Linked DNA regions of Rattus norvegicus: region 1 is linked to region 2. The links are chromatin contacts, called in public Hi-C maps. All regions are on one chromosome and are shown on one strand. Each heading gives the region's core, a stretch centred on a gene start, on an enhancer-like site or on the middle of the called end of the contact. The rest is flanking DNA. Distances are from core to core; before and after follow the strand shown.

Region 1 (6,156 bases), core at 1,092-3,591, 270 kb after region 2:
AGAGCCTTCCATTTAAATTAGGGCTTCTCAGCTTAACCTGACTAAGACTGCACAATCCTTTGCTCCTCTGTGCATGTTTAGAAGAATCCATATACTTGCTGAATGGTGGCAACCCTAAACATTTTCAGACAGTCAAATGTCACCTGGGAAATCAGCTGAAGGCTGAATCCTACTTGTTCAAACCATACCGCAAGAGGATTTCGGAACTTTGCCAAGGTCATCTTATCAGACATTCCTAACATGGAGCTCTTTCACACTACTGCCAATGCTTCTAAACTGTGATCTGACTGGAAAACTCTTCAGCAGGCGCTCTTCTGTCTACAGAAACATGACAGTGCAGCAGGTCCAGTCCCTGTAAAATTTGTACTTTGTTTTTCCTTAGTGCTTCATCTATACTCACATGAACTATTCACATCTCTTGAGAACAAGCTGAATGACAAAGATCTTAGGGCTCAAAGATGGTCAAGAGTGCTTACTGTTCTTCCACAGGACCAGAATTTGGTTCCCAGAACCTATGCTGGGTTGCTTACAACCACCTCTAACTCTAGTTCCAGATCTAATACCTTTTTTTTCTGCCTCTGCCATCACACGCGCACGCACACACACACGCACGTAAATAAAAATAAAATTATTAAAAAAAAAAAAAGCTTAACTTTCTTTGTGGAAATAGCAGGACTGGCATGATAGGTACATAAAGCCATGTGGAAGGATGAGAAAGACCCAAGAGTAGATGAGGTTAATTTAGGTTGAGTTTTCTTGGTTTTGCTACGTTTAGATTTTATTTCAACAGGGATATGAATTAAGACTTTAAGTGGGGAACTGCCATAACTCTCTGCTACATTGGGAATGGACTGTATTGGAATGAGAACAGATGTCAAGACTAAAAGCCTAATGAAACTGTCCATTTCAAAGCTGCTCATGCCACAGTGAGGGTAGTAGTCAAGAGTCAAAGCATCATCATGGGAGCAGAATCTTACTGACAGATCAGAGAATGGAGGGTGACAGAAATGAAGGGTGCTCCTCCTTGCATTTTCTTCATCTAATTCACTTAATGTATCACCATTTTTGTTTTGGCAGTGCTGAGAATCACTCAAAGAGGTGCACTGTATGGAGTCATTTTTCTATGATTTGTTGAAAGCGATCAATTATGGCCTTACTTTTTTGCACACACAAAGCACTTTGTAGTTATTAAACCTTGAAGACTTCATGATGACATTTAGGAGTAAAGAAACGCACACACCCTGCATGCTTTAGGAAAAGAGGTGTAACAGCAACAGCACCATTTCTAAGCAGGCACACACACGCGCGCGCACACACACACTACCAAGTTATCTGAACTTTAGCTTTCTGAATTAAGTCATATCTCATAACCCATATGCCTCTAAGTGAGGTGTCACAGCTAAGTTGGGGAACCAGGTGTCCTCAGCTCTACCTCTGGGGCCTGTAAACTGCTACTTTGCAGCTGTCTCTAGGACTATGGTTGTTGTGAGCTCCACGAAGGTGTTCGTTCTCCACTGTCACTTTATGTGATTATCAAGACAAGTATTTACGAAGCAATAAATGATTTCGGACTCCTGATATGGTTAATAAAAGATGGGAATCTGGAAGACACCCAAAACAACATGTTTTATTTTGCTATATTTAACCAGATCTGTCCTTGGGTGTAATCTAGTAACTTGTGTGCTGCTGAAGGTCATGGTGAGGGGTGAGATTTAGCCTCTTCGGGGTTTGTCAGAGGAGGGATAGGATCACGTTCAAGGCAAGTAGAAGAACGAATGTCTGAATGGGGATGTAAGCTTGCTAAAGTGAAGGAAAACAGTAATTTCTGGCTTAACGGTAAGAAATGTTAAGAGAATAAAATGTGGTGACACTTACCCTGGACCCAGGACGGCCGCGTTCTTCAGACACGGGGCTGCAAACACACAAGACGTAGGTTAGCAAAGTCAAGGAGAAATCCATTTTCTACCTTCCTCGGTCTCGGTGAGTCGCGATCACTACGGCCCCTGCATCCTTCTCAGAGGTCCTCCGAAATCCTACACTGTCAGGGAACTCTTCGGATCAGGCCCAAACACTGCAGTCCTTTCTTTACGCACTTTCCGCCCTCCTGACCTAGCTTCTTCCCAGTCATCCTGATATGCCAGCTTCGGGTTTACATCTCTTACCCGCTGTGGCGGCGGCAGAAAGTACCACCCGGGACAGCATTGTCTGCGAAGATCCAGACAGCGGTACCGATGTCCCTGTGACCCCGACCCGAGACACTCAGGGGCAGGAACAAGATGGCCGCTCACATATCTCGCGAGAAGAGATCTGCACACTTTCTCTCGGAAGTGCTGATTTTTTTCCCCCTCCCCCTATCGCGAGAAGAGGAAAAGGGGCGGGAAAAAAAAAAAAAAAGTCCGAAGATCCCGTTGCGGGTATAGCAGACGGAAAAGCGAGCTGGAAGTGTAGACACAACTCTCGCGAGATGTAGAGCGAATCCCTGGAGAGGGGCGGATGCGCAGAGGTGCACCACGTGTGGTGTTCCTCCAGCGCAGTCAGGATCTCGTCTAGTTTGGGTCTAGGTTAGATTTGGAATCGTGGAGATGCGGAAGGAAAGCCCACCTCCGCTCGTGCCCCCGGCGGCCCGCGAGTGGAACCTGCCCCCCAATGCGCCCGCCTGCATGGAACGGCAGTTGGAAGCTGCACGGTACCGCTCTGGTGAGCCGAGATCCCGGGCCTGGAAGTCCCCCTTTACCCAGTGACGGGTACCCTCTCCCGCTTCTGACCCTCCCAAGTCCTCCTAGCGCCTTGTGCCCTCCCGATCCATATTTGGCATCCCGGCGGTGCCCCAGCTCTGTTCCACAAATCTGATCTCAGATCCAGACTCATCCCGCCGCGGGTTCTGTGAGGTTACCATAGAAACAAGCCAGGCCATCCATCTGACACCTTGTAACTTTGCTTTCCCCACCCTAGATGGTTCCCTTCTGCTCGGGGCTTCCAGTCTGAGTGGTCGCTGCTGGGCAGGATCTCTGTGGTTTTTCAAGGATCCTAGTGCGGCCCCCAACGAAGGTTTCTGCTCTGCTGGCGTCCAGACGGAGGCTGGAGTAGCTGACCTCACTTGGGTTGGGGACAAAGGTATCTTAGTGGCTTCTGATTCAGGTGAGTCACCTCTCTCCCCTGGAATTGAAGAGTTGGGTACAGGTTAGGGTGGGAAAAGGTATTGTTTTACCCCTAAGGTTTTAAACTGCTAGGTGGCCAATCAACTCACACACAAAAAATTAGGAAATAGATTGCAATCTTCTCTGGTCCCCTGGCCAACCTAGACCATAGAGAATGTTGATTTAAGAGGTGCTGCTGAAGACAGTCGGTGCTACCTATCTATTTTCTTCTTATTTAGAAGCAGGGCTTCACCATGTCCTGGCTGTCCCAGAAACTAAGTAGAGCAGGCTGGCCTTGAACTCGCAGACATCTTCCTCTCCTGTGCTAGGATTAAAGACGTGTTTCACCATGCCTGGCTACCTATTTTCTTTTGCTGCTTTGTGTGTGTGCTGTGAATTGAACCATCCTGCTAGGCAACTGCTCTATCACTGGACAGTCCTTACTTCCACTTAGTGTCAGGCTGAGCAATGTAGGCATTGGCTTTAAAAAGAAAAAAAAATTGAAGTTGGGAGGAGATGGAGGGTAAATCTTGGACAAGTTAAGGATGAATATAGTCAAACTACATTGCATGTAAGTATGAAATTCTCAGAATTAGCATTATATTAAGGAAAATCAGAATTTATAAGTTGGTGGGAGCTGGGTGTAGGTGCTGCCTTTAATCCCAGCAGAAGCAGGCAGAGCTCTGAGTTGGAGGCTGGCGTGTTATACATATCTACTTCTAGGCCAGCCAAAGGTACACAGGGAAACCCTGTCTCAAAGATGACAATAGAAAGATTTATTCTGGGTCTGGACACATGGCCCGGTGGTTATAAGTGTTGACTGCTTTTCCAGAGGGACACAGTTGGACACCCAGCATCCACATTCCACTAATAACCATTTGTAACTCCAGTCTTAGCAGGACCAAGGGCTTCCCCTTCCACTGGTGCTCTTACTAGGCTATTCATTGCTACCTATGAGGTTAGAGTCCAGGGTCAGTCCATGTATAGTCTTTGTGTAGTGGCTTAGTCCCTAGAAGCTCTGGTTGGTTGGCATTGTTGTTCATATGGGGTCTCCAGCCCCTTCAAGCTCTTCCAGTCCTTTCTCTGATTCCTTCAACAGGGGTCCTGTTCTTAGTTCAGTGGTTTGCTGCTGGCATTCGCCTCTGTATTTGCTGTATTCTGGTTGTGTCTCTCAGGAGAGATCTACATCTGGTTCCTGTCGGCCTGCACTCCTTTTCTTCATCCGTCTTGTCTAATTGGGTAGCTGTATATGTATGGGCCACATGTGGGGCAGGCTCTGAATGGGTGTTCCTTCTGCCTCTGTTCTAAACTTTGCCTCCCTATTCCCTCCCAAGGGTATTCTTGTTCCCCTTTTAAAGAAGGAGTGAAGCATTTGCATTTTGGTCATCCTTCTGGAGTTTCGTGTTCTGTGCATCTAGGGTAATTTAAGCATTTGGGCTAATAGCCACTTATCAATGAGTGCATACCATGTGTGTTTTTCTGTGATTGGGTTACCTCACTCAGGATGATATTTTCCAGTTCCAACCATTTGCCTATGAATTGCATAAAGCCGTTGTTTTTGATAGCTGAGTAATATTCCATTGTGTAGATGTACCACATTTTCTGTATCCATTCCTCTGTTGAAGGGCATCTGGGTTCTTTCCAGCTTCTGGCTATTATAAATAAGGCTGCTATGAACATAGTGGAGCACGTGTCTTTTATATGTTGGGGCATCTTTTGGGTATATGCCCAAGAGAGGTATAGCTGGGTCCTCAGGCAGTTCAATGTCCAATTTTCTGAGGAACCTCCAGACTGATTTCCAGAATGGTTGTACCAGTCTGCAATCCCACCAACAATGGAGGAGTGTTCCTCTTTCTCCACATCCTCGCCAGCATATGCTGTCACCTGAGGTTTTGATCTTAGCCATTCTCACTGTCTCACACTCATTCTTAAGTTGTTAAGTAGAGCATGGAAATTGAAAAATAGATGGTTAGTGCTTGAGCCTTCCTGACAGTTGAACCTTAGAATATTGCAAGGCGGGCCTAGAAAGATGGCTCAGCAGTGAAGAACACTGGATGCTCTTCCAGTGGTCATGAGTTCAGTTCCCAGTAACTACATGATGGGTCACAACCTTTTGTAATGGGATCTGATGCCCTCTTCTGGTGTGTCAGTATATGATCTGGTGTGATCATATACATAAACTAAATCTTGAAAATATTGCAAGGCATTTTATTCAAGCAGTCCAATCAAATACTAGTGTCTGCATAACTGGAAAGAGAAATTTTCACTGAACTGTTATTTAAGACTTTATCTTTGTCTCCCTGGGAACCATTCCCCAGTATCTGCTCTCTGGAAGCAGACTCATTGATTTTATACATCTACTTCCCTATCTCTAGGGGTTTTCCTCACACAGGCATCTGGCCTGTTAAGAAAACAGCAGGGTAACATAAAACCAGATGGCCTGGAACTTAGCTAACCCCTTTAGTGATTTGAACTTTGCTTTTACACAAGCGAGTTTCTTTTAGCTGGGTGACAATTCCTGCTTGTGTCCTGGGCAGGCATTCCTCCTTGGTATGACCCAGGCTCCTGCTTCCCCTGCCTACACCTCACCCTACCCTATCCCCAACAGGTGCTGTTGAATTGTGGGAGCTAGATGAGAACGAGACACTTATTGTCAGCAAGTTCTGCAAGTATGAGCATGATGACATTGTGTCTACTGTCACTGTCCTGAGCTCCGGCACACAGGCTGTCAGTGGTAGCAAAGACTTCTGGTGAGTCCTGCTTTCATTGCTTCTAACTCTAGGCTTCCTGTGGATATCCTTACTATCCTGTTAATTTTACTACGTAATGCTTTGGGCTGTTTGTAGTCTAGGGAGTTTGGTAGTGCATTGAAAATAAAACAGTAGGAGTCTAGGAAACAGATGTGGGACATGTTGTTTGAGTACATTTTAATGTTGATACTGCAAGTCAATATTCCTATTTTTTGCATTGTAGCATCAAAATTTGGGACCTGGCTCAGCAGATGTCGCTGAATTCATAC
Region 2 (6,063 bases), core at 855-3,354:
GGTGATTCTACTACTTGGAAGCAGAAATAGGACTGCCTCAAGTTGAAAACCGGTCTATGTTCCAGATTTCAGACCAGCTAGGACAAGCCTGCCTCAAACAAAAAGGTTTTAAGAGCCCCATAAGGAAATAACATTTGAGAAGAAACCTCAATATCCAGCATAGAGCTAGTTATGGAACACACTAATGCTTCAGGAGAGAAAAAGCAAACTCAAAGGTAGTAAGATACACATGAAGAACAGCAGGAAGGCCTGTGTACTTCTGCAAGGTAACTATTGGAAATAACATACTGCTTAAAAGGAAAAAATAGGAATAAGACTTTTTAAAAAGTCCCTTAACTCTAGGTATACATGATAGATTTGGGGTTTTGGTACTTTATTCTCTTTTTCTTAATTCTGATTTTTCCCAATTATAAAATATTATGTACTATTACTTTGTTACACACACACACACACACACACACACACACAGAGCCACTCATTATTTTAACAATATAAAGACCCTAATTAAAAACATGAAATTTACTCAACTTTGGAATTTCATCTGCTGCCAACTACCACAAAGCCAAAACTTGCAAACACACTCTAATTTGCAAACAGACTAGCCAATGTCCTTAAAAAGTATACTCAGTATCCCTCAGGATTTGGTGTATATAGAACTCAGATACTAGACAACAAATACAAGAATCCTGGGTTTAAAGGAACTATTATTGAAGATCCATAATCATAAAAGCCACTCTTGAACTTAAATGAAGTCAGCCATCACTACAACACTCCAGACAGTGTTAGGATCACATCTAATTCGCTGCTTAACCCCTAGTGCCTAGGATACCATTCATATGTAACACTGGCCGAACAAAGCTTTTTAATGAACAACCCCCCCAACCCAAATCTACTAATTTGAGTAAAATAATCCTAAAACCATCAGAGGCAACCTAGAAAATGAGAGATCAATACAACACACTCGCAAGGCTTTGAGAATCATCTGAAATTTCTGCCCTAGCATAGCATATAATCCAGAACTTCTACCTTCTATGTCTAACCCCAATCCAGTCAGTAACAGAATTTTTAATTATGTAATGATTCCAATTGACAAATAGTCAAGATGTACTTATTACAGAAAATTACAAGTTTAAAATACTAATAATGATATTCTTGGCCACAACTCACCAAGGTTACCACCTCGATTACTTCTGTAACTTTCATGTGCTTTGGTTCCCGTTCATAATAAAACTCACCATCTGTAGGAGCTACTAGTTTTTCATAACTCTCAATAGAGTCCACGTGCTACACACACTCTTCTGGATCCTGAGTTAAACTCACCTGAGTACTATAGTTTTCAAGAATAAGGGAGTCCAGAGCAATGGTGGAGAATACACAAGTTTTTCCAGTGCCAGATTTAGCTTGAACAATTAAATCTGAGGAAGAAAAGAATTATATATGTATCATTACCGAGATTCACTGAAGCCACCAGATACCAGATACCAAATACGGGAAAAGAGAACGAACAGGTTCTTTCCTATGAGCACCTAGTTGCCACCTGTATTTTAGTTGACTCTCAGACGTGCAGGAGGCGTGCTTGATACCTCAATCTCTTAACCACCGAGCTATTTCTCCTAACCCCTTGCCCCCTGAATCTCTACCGCTGATCTTCTCCAACTTGGACTCCAGGCTAGAAACAGAAAGTCTTAAGCATCTTCAAATTCAATTGCGCGCCTACAGCCTGGCCTGAGCCCTGCAATGGCGCGGACCGGGAGCTCTCTGGGGCCACGCCGCCACCCTGCCTCCGGCTGGCCCTGGTCCTCACCAAGCCCGCAGCGCCCCAGCGGGATGGCCTTGAGCTGCACGGGAGAGGGCCTCTCGAAGCCGGCCGCCCGCAGCCCCTCCAGCACGGGCCGCGACAGCAGCAACGACTCGAAGTCCGCAGGCTCCGCCAGCACCACGTCCCCGGTACGTGTGCGCGGCCCGCCGATGTCGTGAGCGGTCCGCAGGTTCCACGGGGAGGCGGGAGTTGGCTCCGCAGCCGGAACCGGTGCGGCCTCAAGCTCCGCCGCCATAGCGGATTCGGAGGTTGTCGAGGCCGGTAGAGCTTCAAACGCCGCCGCCATGGTAGCCGCGCCTCCAGATCTCGCGATATTTACAGTTGAGGCGGGGCCCCTGGGAGCGAGAAGGAGAAAAACTTTATTGGCTGTTTCCCCGAGAAGACACGGACACACCTGGAAGTGGAGGGGAAGAACGGAAGTCGGAGGCTGATACTCTAGCGGGAGAAAAAAAAAATGTAGCCTGAGGAAGAAGCGGGAAGAGCGAGGGAAGATTAGGCTACCAGTGTGTTGCCGCCCGCGGCCTGCAGAGGGCGTCGCGTGCCCTTGGTGGGCGCGTCGCGTGCCCTTGGTGGGCGCGCCGCCCACCTCCTGCGGCTCTGAGGGACAGGCCGCGCCGCGCTGCTCCAGAATCGAGCGTCCACTAGGTGCTTTGTGACGCAGCTCGCGAGTCGGTCGCCGCCCGGGCTGGAGTCGGCTCCCTGGGTCGAGCTCGACTGTAAGCCAGGCCGTCTTCGCTCTCCATAACCTTTCTCATGGTCTCTGTGGTCTCAGACAGCGCCCGGAAACGACGGCTTTTACCACGCCAGCACAGCCCTGTCATGTAGGTGCCCCCGGCGCTTAGCACAGTGCGGAGCGCGTGACCGGAGTCGCCTAGTATTTAAGTGGAAGCCTGAACTGGATGCCAACCCCTAGGGTCTGCTTGATCGCTCGCTCGAAACCCTAGGCTAATAGACGTCTCGGGTTCAACGGATCTTTTGTGTGCCCTTCTTCCGTTCTCGGGTGGGCAACTAGCACACCATTTACCCTTCCTCTAGACCCGTTCATGTCCTACCCTGTCACAGAGGCCTTTCTTGAAATCTTAAGTCGCTTCCATCCTGACTGCTTCTTGGCCTTTCCCATTATTCCCACCACTAACCCCATGTTTGATTATTTGGTTTGGTTAGCATAGTTGGTGGGTTTGTTTTCTAAATCAGAGTCTCCCTATGCCCGCTCAGGCTGGCCTCACATTGGAAATCCTCCTGGCTCAACTTTTCAAATACTGAGATGACAGGTGTGTGCCACCATACCTGTCAGTTTCTTCATGATAACTACCTATGTTTATTGTCTCCCCCACTTTCCACGAGGACAGAAAGCTGTTCTGATTTGTTCTCTTCTGTCTGGTACGAGAAACATAATCTGACACGTTACTAAACAATACTGTTTTTTGAAAGAACTCTTAGAACAAAGCTTTAGTTAGGCTTCCAAATTTAAGCATATCTATTACTTTTCTCATTGATGATGATGGACTGAGCCTCAGAACCTGTAAACCAACCCCAGTAAATGTCCTTTAAAAAGTTGCCTTGGTTATGGTGTCTGTTTACAGCAATGGAAACATTAAGACAGATGCTGATGCTTAGAAATTAACAAAGCACTAAGCAAGCATCCTCTATCCGCATGAAGAACTAAAGATCTCAAGGTTCCTCTTAGTTACCCACATCTGTCACACACCTAATCCACAAATGACAAATCTGAGAAATCCTTTTTGCTTTGCCCTCACCCTCTTTTGTCTCCAAATGTTTCATCCACTCCTTTTCAATCTCCATAGTATCTACCTTGGTCTTTTGGTCATCCTAACTATTGCAAAACCCTTCTAGATTGGCCTCCCTATCCAGAATCTTTTCTGTCCAGACCACAAACCTCAGAGCCATGGAAATGACTTCTTTCCTCTTTCTTTTTCCTAAGAGTTAAACCCATGATGTTGGCATACTAACTTTACTGTTTAACCACATTCCCAGTTAAAGAATAAAACTCATTCCTCACTTCTTTCTTCCTCTCTTAGTTTCTTTTCCTGATACGGTGACAAAAGCCACTTTAGGGAAAAGGGTTTTGTTTTTGGTTTTCTGCACCATGGTTCAAGATATAGTCCTTTATGGTGGGAGAGTGAAGGCAGTAGGAACTTGAAGCAGCTGGTCACGTTACATCTACTTTCAGGAAGCAGAAGACAGTGAGTGTTTGCTAGTGTGAAGCCGCTTTCTTCAGTTTATACATGCCAGGATCCCATACCAGAGAATGGTCCTGCCCACGTAGGATGTCTTCCCACATCAATCGACCCAAGAGAGACAATCACCCAAGGGCAGCTCAAGGGCCCTCCTCCAGGACACTCTCGATCCTGTCAAGTGGATGGTTAATATTAACCGTTATATTTCCTTTCTCTTTTCAAGGTATTGTCCCACGTAGGTTTATAGAATCATCAGAAACAAGCTTTTTAAGGTGATGAACTGATAAATAGAGTGGAAGTTACAGTGGGGTAGTAAGCAGCTTTATAAAGGAAGGAAATTCAGGCAAATGCTATGGATAAACCTTGAGGACCTTCTGCCAAATAAGTTAGCCAGTTAGAGGAGAACTACTCTACGCACCCTTGTCTTATGTGAGGCTGTTGAGTGAATCAGATTTATAGATGTAGAAAATAGAATGGTTGTTAAAAGTAGGAAGAAAAGCAAAGAGTTATTTAATGGGTTCAGAGTTTGAGATTTGCAAGACAAAAATATTGTTTCTCATCAATGTAAGTTAACATTGGAACTGTACACTTAAAAATGACCAAGATACTAAACTTGGTAAGTGATTTGACCACAACTTTTTAAAAACATGGCTTTTAAAATTTTACAAAATTATGGAAGATGGCTCGTGAGATAAAGGTGCATGCTTCTAAGCCTGACTACTCAAGAAATCCACATGGTGGAAGGATAGAATTGACTCCTGCAAGTGATCCTCTCTCTCTCTCTCTCTCTCTCTCTCTCTCTCTCTCTCTCTCTCTCTCACACACACACACACACACACACTGGCATATGCACATACCCACACAAATATTACATACATACATACATACATACATACATACATACACACATACACACATACACACATACACACATACACACGTTACTTTTTTTTAAATGTGTGTAATGAAAAGTGCCCAGGAGAACGTATACTGTAGTAATAAAGGCATTTAACCCTAAGAAGTGGGAGGAGAGGATTCTAGTATTCACTTTTGTCTACTTTTATATTATTTGGCATTTTCAGAAGAAAAGACATTTTGAATGTAGTTTTTAAAACCACAAAAATGAGGTTAACTGTTTAACAGCTTGAATGGGCAGTGAAATAAAATGTAGACAAGGCAGCTTGTACTTTCTAGTCTGGCACTTGAGAATCTGAGGCAAGAGGATTAGCACAAGTTTGAGGTTAGCCTAGGCCATATAATGAGTTCTAGACTAGCCTGGGCTACAGAGTAAATACATATCTGGGAAGGGTCATTGATAACGTCTTTGACAAGATCATTGCTTGTGTCTTCAGGTATTCAGTCTGTGCCCTGTGCTTCAGAATTTTAACCCCAGTAAGCAAAACAGAGAAATGGGGTCCTATAAGCATGAATTTTGAAGTTCTGGTGGGATGCTCTGTAGAGAGAAGCAAAGCAAAGAGAACAGAGAAAGCAAATAAGAAAGGAGATGCCAGAGCGGTTGATGCTGGTGGAGGGTGATTATGATGGGGATAAGTGAGATGGTCATGATGATGATGGCTGTGGTGACAGCTAACATCTATTAGACTCGAATTCCCTGAGGAGCTCCCACCTCCAAGAGATGGATCCTATCGTCTCCATCTTAAAGTTCAAGAAGGTAAGGCACTTACCCACCTGACACACCTATGACTCACAGCAGTGTTACGGCAGGATATCCATAAAGACACAATAGTGCCACTCCCATCACCGTGGTAACTCACAGCTGTCTGATTGGACTGAAGGCCCACGCAACAGGAGCAGAACCACATCTGGTACTAGAACCTAGCTTGACTTCCTGGGGCTAGTGAGGCGATGGATCTGAGAAGAGAACCTCCTAACACTGCTTTGCTAGACCAGCATAGTCCCTAGCTGCATTTCTAAATCTTATTCTTTAACTCATAGGCAAGTGTAGTTTTATTAAAGAAGCTTCTCTTAGCAGGATGGCAGTGGTGCACGCCTTTAATTCCAACACCCAGGAGGCAGAGGCAGGCA

What was found. A called contact is a pair of places that touch in the nucleus more often than the background predicts.
Region 1: a Hi-C map of liver shows a contact between it and region 2, with 2.9 times the contacts expected there. The contact joins the promoter of Atp5pb here to the promoter of Ddx20 in region 2. A contact is called at or near these places in 3 of 12 Hi-C or Micro-C datasets (kidney, liver and mammary epithelial cells).

What each region holds. Positions count from the first base shown.
Region 1 is chr2:196,121,396-196,127,551 of GRCr8, forward strand. Atp5pb (ATP synthase peripheral stalk-membrane subunit b) reads right to left here and starts at 2,342. Exons shown (of 7, transcript NM_134365.2): 1 at 2,163-2,342; 2 at 1,876-1,912. The coding sequence starts at 2,202. Wdr77 (WD repeat domain 77) reads left to right here and starts at 2,487. Exons shown (of 10, transcript NM_001008771.3): 1 at 2,487-2,697; 2 at 2,953-3,138; 3 at 5,746-5,887; 4 at 6,111-6,156. The coding sequence starts at 2,583.
Region 2 is chr2:195,852,992-195,859,054 of GRCr8, forward strand. It overlaps Ddx20 (DEAD-box helicase 20), which reads right to left and starts at 2,105. Exons shown (of 11, transcript NM_001191711.1): 1 at 1,805-2,105; 2 at 1,321-1,415. The coding sequence starts at 2,105.